2 separate regions of the Macaca mulatta genome follow, and region 2 is linked to region 1. The links are chromatin contacts, called in public Hi-C maps. All regions are on one chromosome and are shown on one strand. Each heading gives the region's core, a stretch centred on a gene start, on an enhancer-like site or on the middle of the called end of the contact. The rest is flanking DNA. Distances are from core to core; before and after follow the strand shown.

The links. A called contact is a pair of places that touch in the nucleus more often than the background predicts.
Region 2: a Hi-C map of liver shows a contact between it and region 1, with 2.7 times the contacts expected there. The contact joins the promoter of IRF2BPL here to the enhancer-like site in region 1. A contact is called at or near these places in 5 of 14 Hi-C or Micro-C datasets (CD4 T cells, cortical neurons, fetal cortical plate and 2 more).

Annotation. Positions count from the first base shown.
Region 1 is chr7:150,166,476-150,172,097 of T2T-MMU8v2.0, forward strand. No RefSeq gene overlaps it. Among named protein-coding and RNA genes, the nearest start is that of IRF2BPL, 70 kb to the right of the region's middle. Within about 2 kb of position 2,701, at least 24 of the 40 cell types and tissues checked have an H3K27ac peak or open chromatin away from gene starts, as enhancers often do. A contact at or near this core is called in CD4 T cells and liver, where this site is marked.
Region 2 is chr7:150,236,556-150,242,177 of T2T-MMU8v2.0, forward strand. IRF2BPL (interferon regulatory factor 2 binding protein like) reads right to left here and starts at 3,152. Exons shown (of 1, transcript NM_001047124.3): 1 at 1-3,152. The coding sequence starts at 2,411. The coding sequence ends at 30.

The DNA.
Region 1 (5,622 bases), core at 1,451-3,950:
GGCTGCCAGCCACACACTCCCCTCTCCCCCTACCATGCTCCCTCGTCCCCTGGGTGCTGGTTGCTCAGTGGCTCCCCATGCCCCCTGGCCCTCCGAGTCTCGGGTCCACGCCCAGCACGGTTTCTCTGCCAGGTGGCTCTACACTAGGCTCCTGGCCCAATGGCCAGACTGAGGTTGCCATGAAAATGCCCTACCCTTGGACTCCCTCGTGGGCCCCACAAGCCACTGGAATGTCTCAGAAATCCCACCCTTCAGGCCTACATCCAAATTGCCTCTCCCATACGGCCTCTCTCATTGCGAGCAACAGGAAAATCCTTTCAGATCATGTCCTGATTTTCAGTTGGAAAACAGATGGCCACCATTGCAAGGCTGGCCATACACCCTCTTACTTCCTTTTTCCCTTTCATTCCATTTTCTCTCTCTGTGTCCAATATCATGCTGTGGTTGTTACAAGCACAGACAGAACCTGAACTTGAATTTCAGATCTGCCCTTTCTCAGTCGTCCTTGGACTCTTGATGTCATCTTCCTTAATAATTGTGACTGCATTCTGCATTCTTGGCTTTTAAGTTTTTTAATTTTTTTATTTTTTGAGACAGGGTCTGGCTGTGTCACCCAGGCTGGAGTTCAGTGGCACGATCAGAGCTCACTGCAGCCTTGACCTCCTGGGTTCAAGCGATCCTCTCACCTCAGCCTCCCCAGTAGCTGGGACTACAAGCACATGCCAACACTCCTGGCCAATTTTTGTGTTTCTTGCAGAGACAGGGTCTCACTATATTGCCTGAGCCAGTCTCAAACTCCTGGGCTCATGCAATCCTCCCGCCTCAGCCTCCTAAAATGTTGGGATTATAGGCATGAGCCACTGTGCCTTGGCTTTTTGTGAGTATTGAAGAGATAATAAATTAGAATCAGTGCTACCCTCTCAGCAAGTTTTTTCCAACCTTCCTTCTTAAAATTACAAGCCCATCCCAACTCCAGCACCCTTATCCTCCTTCCCTTCTGTAGTTTTCTCCATAGCACATGTCACCATCTTATGTACTAAAACTTTCACGTATTTTGGTTATTAACTCTGCCTCCAATGGAATGTAAGCTCTATGAGGACAGGGAAAAAAATCTGTTTCCGGCTGGGCGCAGTGGCTCACGCCTGTAATCCCAGCACTTTGGGAGGTCAAGATGGGTGGATCACTTGAGGTCAGGAGTTCAAGACCAGCCTGGCCAACATGGTAAAACCCCGTCTCTACTGAAGATACAAGAAAATTAGCTGGGCATGGTGGCACACGCCTGTAGTCCCAGCTACTTGGGAGGCTGAAGCAGGAGGATCACTTGAACCTGCCAGGCGGAGATTGCAGTGAGCCAAGATCTCACTACAGCACTCCAGCCTGAGCAACAGAGCGAGACTCCGACTCAAAAACAAACAAACAAACAAACTGTTTTCATGGCTATGTCCTTGTGTCTAGACAGGGCCTGATGCACCATGGGCACTCAAAAAATATTTGTTTGAGACTGGGCGTGGTGGCTCATGCTTGTAATTCCAACACTTTGGGAGGCTGAGGTGGGAGAATTGCTTGAGACCAGGAGTTTGAGACTAGCCTGGGCAACATGGTGAGATCCCTTCACAAGAAAAAAAAAAAAAAAAAAAAAACGGGCTGGGTATCGTGCCTATAGTCCCAGCTACTCACGAGGCTGCAGCGAGAGGATCACTTGGGCCCAGTAGTTTGAGGTTATAGTGAGCTATGATTGTGCCGCTGCACTCCAGCCTGTAGGGCAGTGACCAAGGGAGGCCCTGTTTCTTTTTTTTTTTTTTTTTTTTTTTTTGAGACGGAGTCTCGCTGTGTCGCCCAGGCTGGAGTGCAGTGGCCGGATCTCAGCTCACTGCAAGCTCCGCCTCCCGGGTTCCCACCATTCTCCTGCCTCAGCCTCCCGAGTAGCTGGGACTACAGACGCCCGCCACCTCGCCCGGCTAGCTTTTTGTATTTTTTTAGTAGAGACGGTGTTTCACCGTGTTAGCCAGGATGGTCTCGATCTCCTGACCTCGTGATCCGCCCGTCTTGGCCTCCCAAAGTGCTGGGATTACAGGCTTGAGCCACCGCGCCCAGCCCCCGTTTCTTAAAAAGACATATACATTTGAATAAATGGAGTAATGGGACAGGGCCAGTGGCATAGGTATTTTTCAGAAGCTTGTGATTTTGAGGCACCCCTAAGTTTTCTAGGTGGATAAAGCACCTGGCAGGGCACCTGGCCTGAGGTTAGCTTAGTGCTAGAGGCCGGCTGATGGCATTATCTTGTTCCTTTAACTTTGCTCAGCCCACACCCATACCTTGGGCCTCCCAGTGATATCACTGGGAAACCCTGTGGCATCCTGACCCAAGGGCCCAGCCATTCCAGCTTCTAGCCCATCCCACCGGGGACAGCTCCTGGCTGCCACACCCTCCCTCCCCTCCTCTCACCCACTTGGGAAGGGTGAGTCAGGACAGAAGACCAGGAACAGTGGCCTCAGGCCACTCTCCCGCTGCCCAGGCAGCCTGTTCTGCCCAGGGCTGTGGCAGGAAGGAGCCAAGCCACAGGGCAGGCCAAGGCTGCGCGGGCAGCTCAGGGCAGGGGCCTGGGGTGGGGCAGAGGAGCTGCCCTTTCTTGCTGGGATCTCTCCGAAGGCCGCCAGCAGGCCCTGAACTCCCAGAGTTGCCTCTTCCACCGGGCCACTTTCACTTTCTCTTTTCGCCACAGAAGCAGAACCGGCAGGCCCAGCTCACAGAGATCGGAGTTAGGAGTCAGAAAAACTGGCTCGGCCAGTGGCTCAAGCCTGTAATCCCAGCACTTTGGGAGGCCGGGGGTGAATGGATCACCAGAGGTCAGGAGTTTGACACTAGCGTAGCCAACATAGTGAAACCTTGTCTCAACTAAAAATACAAAAATTAGCTGGCCATGGGAGGAGGTGCCTGTAATCACAGCTACTTTCAGGAGACAGAGGCAGGAGAATCGCTTGAACTCAAGAGGCAGAGGTTGCAGTGAGCTGAGATCGCACCATTGTACTCCAGCCTGGGCAACAAGAGCAAAACTCCGTCTTAAAAAAAAGAAAAAAGAAAAACTGGCACCTGGGAGGCCTCCTGAACATGGGAGAAAGGTGGCTCAACAGCCTCTGTGCCCCATATCCATGTGAGTAAATCTCAGCAGATAAATAGTAATAGTGAGAGTCCCTTATATTCCTCAGCCAGGAATACCTTTATTTATTTATTCATTCATTCATTTATTTATTTTTATTTTATTTTTTATTTTTGAGACAGGGTCTCACTCTGTCACCCAGGTTGGAATGCAGTGGTGCAATCTCAGCTCACTGCAACCTCCACCTCCCAGACTCAAGCAATCCTCCCACCTTAGCCTCCCCAGTAGCTAATTTTTAAAATTTTCTGTAGAGATGGAGTCTCACTATATTGCCTAGTCTAGTCTCACACTCCTGGTCTCAAGCGACCCTCCTGCCTCAGACTCCCAAAGTGCTGGGATTACAGGTGTGACTCACCACTTACTCGGCCTGCCAGGGATACTTTCAAAGCACTATCATGGTTATTATCTTACCGGATCCTCACTCTGGGGCGGGGATAGGGAAGACAGGAATTAAAAAACAAATGCAAAAAAAAATGTCCTCCAGGCTGGGAGTCAACTGAAGCCAGAGAGCCAGGGCAAGAACATTTTGTAGGTTTTGTATTTTGACAGATTTCCTCCCTGTTCCCGGAGGTTCACCTCAGAGCAGCAGAGCCCTGCTCAATCTCTGTCCATCCAGGAAGAAACTGAGGCAACCCTGGCAGGACCCAGAGTGGAAACACAGCTGACACCTCCATCACAGCCCCCTGTAACAGTCCAACACTCACAAAGGAAGGGAATTCACTCCTGGATTTCCCAGTAAAGCCAAGTGTGTCCTAGGAGCTGGCAAGGAGAGGAGGTGACATCTGGGAGAGGACCAGGAGCTGTCGACAACCCTGGAGAAGTTGTGTTCATTCTTACCTTCCAGATAGTAAATATTGCCTAAAGACAGAGCTAGCAACGGAGAGGGCAGAGATTCTCAAGCTTGATCAGGATTTCTCTAAAGCCTTCCTGCTGCTTTCAGGGGTCAGAAGCCCCTGCAGCTTTTTTTTTTTTTTTTTTTTTTGAGGCTGAGTCTCCCTCTGTTGCCCAGGCTGCAGTGCAATGGCATGATCTCAGCTGACTGCAACCTCCACCTCCCCGGTTCAAGTGATTCTCTTGCCTCAGCCTCCTGAGTAGCTGGGATTACAGGCGCCCGCCACCACGCCTGGCTAAATTTTGTATTTTTAGTACAGACGAGGTTTCACCATGTTGGCCAGGCTGGTTTCGAACTCCTGACCTAAGGTGATCCACCCACTCAGCCTCCCAAAGCCCCTGCAGCTCTTATCCATAGATCCTGCAAACGAACACCCCCGCACAGGCAGGCCCTGCCCCTCTCCTTGTGGTGTGTCCCTGAGGCTGTCCTCCCAGGACTTCGTTCACTTTCAGGGCTGCCACCCATTGGTGCATTCATTCCTGTATTTAATGTTACTGAGCACCAACTATGTCCCATACACTCTTCCAGGTACTGGGGATACAGCAGAACCAAACAAAACCGAGAAAGTCTCCGCCCTCAAGCTTTTGTTGAAGGAGGTAAATAGACAAAAGAGAAGCAAACAAACAAAGAAGGTAAAACCAGAAGGTGGTAAATGCTATGAAGGAAATAAAGCAGTGTAACTGCCTAAGGAGCAGAGGCCTGTGCAGGTGGATGGCAAGGGAAGGTCTCTGCGGAGGCGACATTGACATTCATTCTGAGACCTGGGCCGGCCATGCAAATAAGGGGGTGTAGGCAGAAGCGCTGCAGTGGGGACAGGCTAGAAGTGGAGCCTGGTGCTGGGACAGTCCCAGTTCAGGCATGTCCTCCTGGTGTCGTTTTTAATAGCTCATCCTTTCACAATCAAGAGCGGCTCATGCCGGAGATAGTTACCCGCAATGAAGGGCTGGATTTATTCTAAGGGCAGAGGGAAGCCATCACAGGAAATGATGTGATTGATGTTTTGAAAAGACCTCACTGGCTGCTCCGTGAAGAATAAATTAGAGGGGCAGGAGGGAAGAAGTCTGCCTGGGGCGGCTGCAGCAACCCAGGCGTGCTGCGAGGTGCCCTTTGACTAGATTCCAGTGGGGGCTTTTGGGCGAGCGGAAGAAGAACCCCAGGGATCAGCTCCAGCCAGGCTCAGCCCCTGGGCCGGCCCTGGGCATTTCTGAGACGGCCCTCGCGCTCAGGGACCTCTCCTGGCAGTTCCATTGTCTGTTCTTGCGGAGTCCTGCCACACTGGGAGGGCCACCCCCTCCTCTTGCTCCCCTCCTCTCCCCGCGTCCAGCCCCTCCCCGGCCTGGCCCGGCTGCCGCCCAGCGCCAGCCAAAGCCCACCCCGCCTCCCTGCAGGAAGACGGCTGGCGGCGCCTGCTGCGTGACCTTGGGCTGCAAAGTCGGGCGTTTGCAAAGTCAAAGCGAGTCACTTCCTCCCCCGGGCCTCCCCCGAGCGGGCAGCCGGCCGCTGCGCCCTGCCCCCTCGCCCGCCGCGGGCCGGGGCTGGCGCTGCCACGAACGCGCTCTGCATGCTAAGTGCT
Region 2 (5,622 bases), core at 1,902-4,401, 71 kb after region 1:
TAGGGCAAAGGAGGTGGCTGCCCAGTGGTTCAAGGGTCTCTTTCCTTTTTCACTTTAACATCCCCAGCTAAGATAGTCGCGATTTCGCCTTGCATGAAGGCCCAAGGTACATTCGACCCGACTAGGGGGCATTTCTCACCGCTGGGGCAATACACCTCGCCGGTGGCCCCCTGGGCCTTGATACTCTCTCTAGAGCAAGGGAAGCAAAATTTGTGGCTGGGGACGGACGGGCACTGAACGAAATGCGTGTCCTCCAAACGTTCGTGGCAAATGGTGCAGCAGAGAGGTCCGCTGTTGGCCATGGGGGAATCCGGAATGTTTTGGGGATGCACTTGGTCCATGCCCGGGTGGGCGCTAGGCGGCGGGGGCGCCACCTGTAAATTCAGGTCCCCATTACGTGATGCCAAGCGGCGCTGCCCCGGCACGGAGGCCGGCGAGACTGGGCTGCTGCTGTTACGCCGCGCGGACGCAGTGGTAGAGTGCACGGAACTGCCATCCTTGGGCGAGTGCGCTGTGCCCAGAGTATCTGCCACCGACATGAGGGCGGCCATGGGGGACGGACCGTTCTGGGGGGCTGACTCAGGTGGGGTGGTCCGGTTAGAATGAGGTCCCAGAGGTGGGGGCGGCGGAGGCGGACCCCCTGCCGCGTGCCCCGGCGCCGCGAAGCCCCCGGCGGACATGGTGAGCTTCAGCGCCTCGCTCTGGTTCGCCATCCACTGTTGCCTCTGCTGCTCCTCGCCCAGCTTCAGCGCGCCCTCGGCTGAGTCCGGGGGCTCCGGAGAGGCCTTCCTCTTGCGCAGGCTGGCGGCTGCGCCCCGGCCCGAGGGCGCCGCAGGCGGCAGGGTCCCGGTCCCCGGGGGTGCGCTGGGGGCGCGGCTCAGACTCACCAGCGCCGTGGGCAGCATGGGACAGCTGGCGTCCAGGTAGGGCTGGGGCAGCATGTCAGCGCCGGGCACGCCCTCCTTGAAGAAGCGCACGGCCTCGGGGAGCAGGTCCCCAAGCAGGCGCCAGTCCCCGGAGCCGTGCTTCTTTTCGTACTCCAGGTACTTGAAACCCGAGGATAGGCCCCGGCCGAAGTCCTTCATGCAGTCCTGGTACATCTGCTTGGCCACACCAGACGCACTGGAGTACACGTTGCCCGAGCCCGTGGGGTACTCAATGAACAGCTTCAATTCGTAGTCCATGCCGGGCTTGGAGACCGCGTCGAAGGCGAAAACGCGGCCCAGCAGCGAGTGGTCCTTCTTGAAGCGAACCTCATAGGGCGTGCAGCCAGCCAGCGTGAGCAGCGTGTCGCGGACCATCTTGGGCTTGTTGGCCCATTCCTCGGCGCGGTTGCGCAGGCTCTCGCTCAGCTCGGCCAGGGCCTCGGCGTTGCGCTGCTTCTCCTTCAACTCGCGCTCCTGGTCTGTGCTAGACACCGAGCCGGGCCTCTTGCCACCAGCACCCACGCCCACCTCTGCCACCGACGAAGAGGTCGAAGACGACGCGGAGGACGACGTGGCCGATACACCCGGGGTACCCCCGAGACAAGCGGGGCCCCCAGGAGCCCCTGGGGGAGCAGGCGTTGGGGGCCCACGGCTGCCCAGAGCGTGGGGCGGGGGTGGGGGGAGTACTGCGGCGCTGGCCGGGCCGTTAAGCAGCGTCTGCGGCAGCAGGTTGGGGGGCACAGTAAGCTGGGGACCTCCGCCACCCCCCGGGTTGGGCAGCCCCGTCACCAGCCCACCGTGCGTCCCACGCCGAGACGCCACAGACGCCGCCGCTGAAGACGAGTTGGGACTCTGGCGGTTCAGCTCTGGGGGTCCCTCCTCCGGTGTTGGTTTGGGGAAGCCGTTTGGGCCCCCCAGGCCGTTGGGCAGCCGCGTGGCGTGGCTGCTGCTTCCCAGGCTCACCGGCGGTGGCGGGTACTCGAAGCGGCTGCGCTGTTCCACCGCGGCGGCGGCGGCGGCGGCGGCGGCGGCCGCGCTCAGGCCGTAGCGCTCCAGGCCAGACGGGGCCGCCAACACCGCAGGCTTGCTGGAACCATCAACGTGGTTGAGCTGTTGTTGCTGCTGCTGCTGCTGCTGCTGCTGTTGCTGCTGCTGCTGCTGTTGCTGCTGCTGCTGTTGCGCGGCGGCCGCGGCCGCTGCTGCTGCTGCTGCCGCCGCCGCCGCTTCCTTAGCCGACAGGGCCACTGTCTTGACCCCGACGGGCGGCGGCGGCCCAGGGGAGCGGCCGTCCTGGAAGCAGCCGTGCGCCCGCTTCAGCTGGCGCGCGGTCTCGATCACGAACTCGATGCGATCGGCGCCCTCGTAGTTGACGCAACCGCGGCATACGGGTTCCGAGAAGTCCCAGATCATGGCCCAAGGCATGCGGGGCAGGTCGCACAGGTAGCAAGATTGTCTCCGGGACGAGGACACCTGCGCCGCCGACATGATGCCGGCCCTGGGGAAGGTAGGCCCCCGCCCGGGCTGTCTCCGCGACGCCTTCTCCTCCGGGAGGACTGGCCGGCTGGGGAGGGAGTCCGACTGCGGGGGAGGGAGGAGGGGGGGCGAGAAAGTTCTGCCCCAGGGGCTGGAGGGAACGCGAGTCTCCACCGCCGGCGCAGCGCCTCGCCGTGGGGGCTCCACCGCCCGGGCAGCGGACGGGTTCAGCCCGCTCTTCGTCCCCACTTCCTACTGCGGTTGTCTCGTCGCGAGGGGAGCTCAGGCGCCTTCTTCCTGGTGCTGCAGACTTGGGTTGGAAGCTCCCGGCCCGAGGGGAGGGGGCGAGGGTGCCCGGTGCTGGCCGCCGTTGCCTCTTGGCCCCCTCCCCGGAGTGGATGGTTCGTGGAAGCTCGAAAGGGGCTGTCTCTTCCTTTCCCCGGGGGCCCCCCTACAAGCTGCGTCCTCTCCCCGACGGGCCCCCTGGGGCGAGGGCTAGAGGGTTCAGTGCCACCCGGTGCCCGGGTCCAATCTTGCTGAAGCCGCTGCTTCCCCGGAGGACCGGGGGAGGGGGTGGCAGCCGAGAAAGGACCGTCTCCCCTTCGCAGCGTCGGCCGTTCTGCTGGCGGCGGCTGGGTTTGCACCCCGGAGGGAGCCGCCGCGGCCACTGCTTCCAGGACGCACGAGAGCAGAGGAGAGGAGGGCACGCACGCAGGCTCCCGCCGCCCCCAGGCCTGGCCGGCGCCCGGGCCGCCGCGGCTGGCGGCGCTCACGTTGGTTGCAGGGCGCTCGCGCGGCGCCTCCGCCCGGGTCGCATCCCTTCCCGCTCGTGCTCGCGCTCGCCCGGAATGTGGGGTTGTGATTGTTACTCTACGTTCCGGAGGCGCGTCTCGGCGCTCCTGCTCCGGCTGCGGCTCGCGCTGTCCCCGGCTTGGCCGCGCGGGATGCCGCCCGGGCGGAGCGCTGACGTCACCGCCATGCTCTGCACCAGTTCTCCCCCCCTTCCCTTTACACTTCCTCTGTGGAGCCCACTTGTTGCTCCGGAAAGGCGCATGCGCGGCAGGTTGCCCAGATTCCTCCCAGCCGGCCCCTCCTCCGCGCCTCCGCCCTCCCCTCCCCCCTCGCCGTGTGTGTACAACAGCTGAGGCCCGGCGAGCTAATGCTGGAAGTCCAGAGCTGGGGGTGGAAATTAAACAGACGATGACCTTTCCTTTCCCTGCCCGGCATTCCCAAGTAAAAACGCATTTAAGAACCACTAGCGTCGTTTCCGATCCCTGCTCCCCACCCCACCCCCAAGCCTCGGCAGTGAATTTAAATGTCCTGTTTCAGGATTTTTCGCCGTGAATTTCGTATAAGGTATTAACCATTTCATCTGTGATTGAACCTTATCCCCCCCTCCGACGGGGATGTTACATTCATCGCCACCACTGATGCCGAAGCACCTGCAAAATTAACTGTTTTACAATCTTCCAGAAACTGTGTTTTCTATTTATTTTTGTGCCCTGATCTAGGAACCTGGGCTTCAACGATGGAGCTAAATGAATTCAGAGTGCGCTACCCTTCCCCCTAGCCGCACTCTAAAAATTTTGGCTGAACGTCTGAAGAAGATACGAGCACCCCGAGGCCTTTAAGGAAAACCGTCAACTGGCTGCGCACAGCTGCAGTTGAGGGCAGGGAGGGGTAGGGGCCGGAGAGGCCAAACAGGTGAGTGGTTTTTCTAGAGTTTGATTTTTAAAAGGTAGGGGCAGCATTTAATAATACTGGTATCTTTTTGTAAAGCACAGTCGCAGTTTTCAAAGTTATTTCTGAGGCGCTGTGATCTCACTCCATGCTGCCCCAGAAGGCAGAACAAGGCCGTGATTTCTTTTTTCTTTTTTTTTTTTTTTTGAGACGGAGTCTGGCTCTGTCGCCCAGGCTAGAGTGCAAAATGGCGCGATCTCCGCTCACTGTAACCTCTGCCTCCCAGGTTCTAGCGATTCTCCCGCCTCAGCCTCCCGAGTAGCTGGCCTAAGGCACCTGCCATCAGGCCCGGCTAATTTTTTGTATTTTTGTAGAGACAGGGTTTCACCATGTTGGCCAGGGTGGTCTTGAACTCCTGACCTCAGGTGATCCTCCTGCCTCGGCCTCCCAAAGTGCTGGGATTACAGGCATGAGCACCACGCCCAGCCAAGGCGGTGATTTCTTTTGCCTTATAAGATCACTGCTCATCAGTATTGCTTATGACACAACGGATTTGTTGGTCGTAGCTCTAGTTGGGGCATTTCTATTGATTATTCTAATTATTGGGTTTGCTTTTTTTTTATTTCATGAAAACTGAGATAATCCCAGGGAAGGCTGGAGAAGGGAAAGCAATATAATGGGATTTCGGGTTCTGGAGTCTGGCCAGCAGATAGAAATTTCCTCTCCATCACTTACTGGCTTTGCACCCTTAAGCTGGTTACTCACAAAATCTCTTTTCCGTCTGTAAAATGGAATGGTAGCTCCCATCTTATTAGGGTTAGACGGAATGGTAGCTCCCATCTTATTAGGGTTGTTTGAAATTTCAACTTGGGTTTTTTGTTTTTTTGAGATAGGATCTTGCTCTGTTGCCCAGGCTGGAGTGCAGTGGTACACTCGCAGCTCACCACAGCCTCACCTCCCAGGGTCAAGCAATCCTTCCACCTCAGCCTCCCTAGTAGCTGGGACTGCAGGCATGTGCCATTACACCTGGCTAATTTTTTTGTATTTTTGGAAAGGGATGGGGTTTTGCCATGTTGCCCAGGCTGGTCTCGAACTCCTGGGTCCAAGTAATGTACCCACCGTGGCCTCCCAAAGTGTTGAGATTACAGGCATGAACCACCTCACCCAGCCTCAATTTGTTTCTCGTCATAATAGGAGATAACGCTTACTTAGACTTGCCATGGGACACTTAGTAAACTAGGTGGCTTACTTGCATTATCCTTAATATTATCTACATTATTAAGGGGATATTATCTATAGTATTTTGTTATTGTTTTGAGACAGAGTCTCACTCTGTCACCCAGGCTGGAGTACAGTGATGTGATCTCAGCTCACTGCCACCTTCACCTCCCAGGTTCAAGCGATTCTCCTGCCTCAGTCTCCTGAGTAGCTGGGGGTAACAGGCACCCGCCACCACACCCAGCTCATTTTTTGTATTTTTAGTAGACACAGGGTTTCACCATGTTGGCCAGGCTGGTCTCGAACTCCTGACCTCAGGTGATCC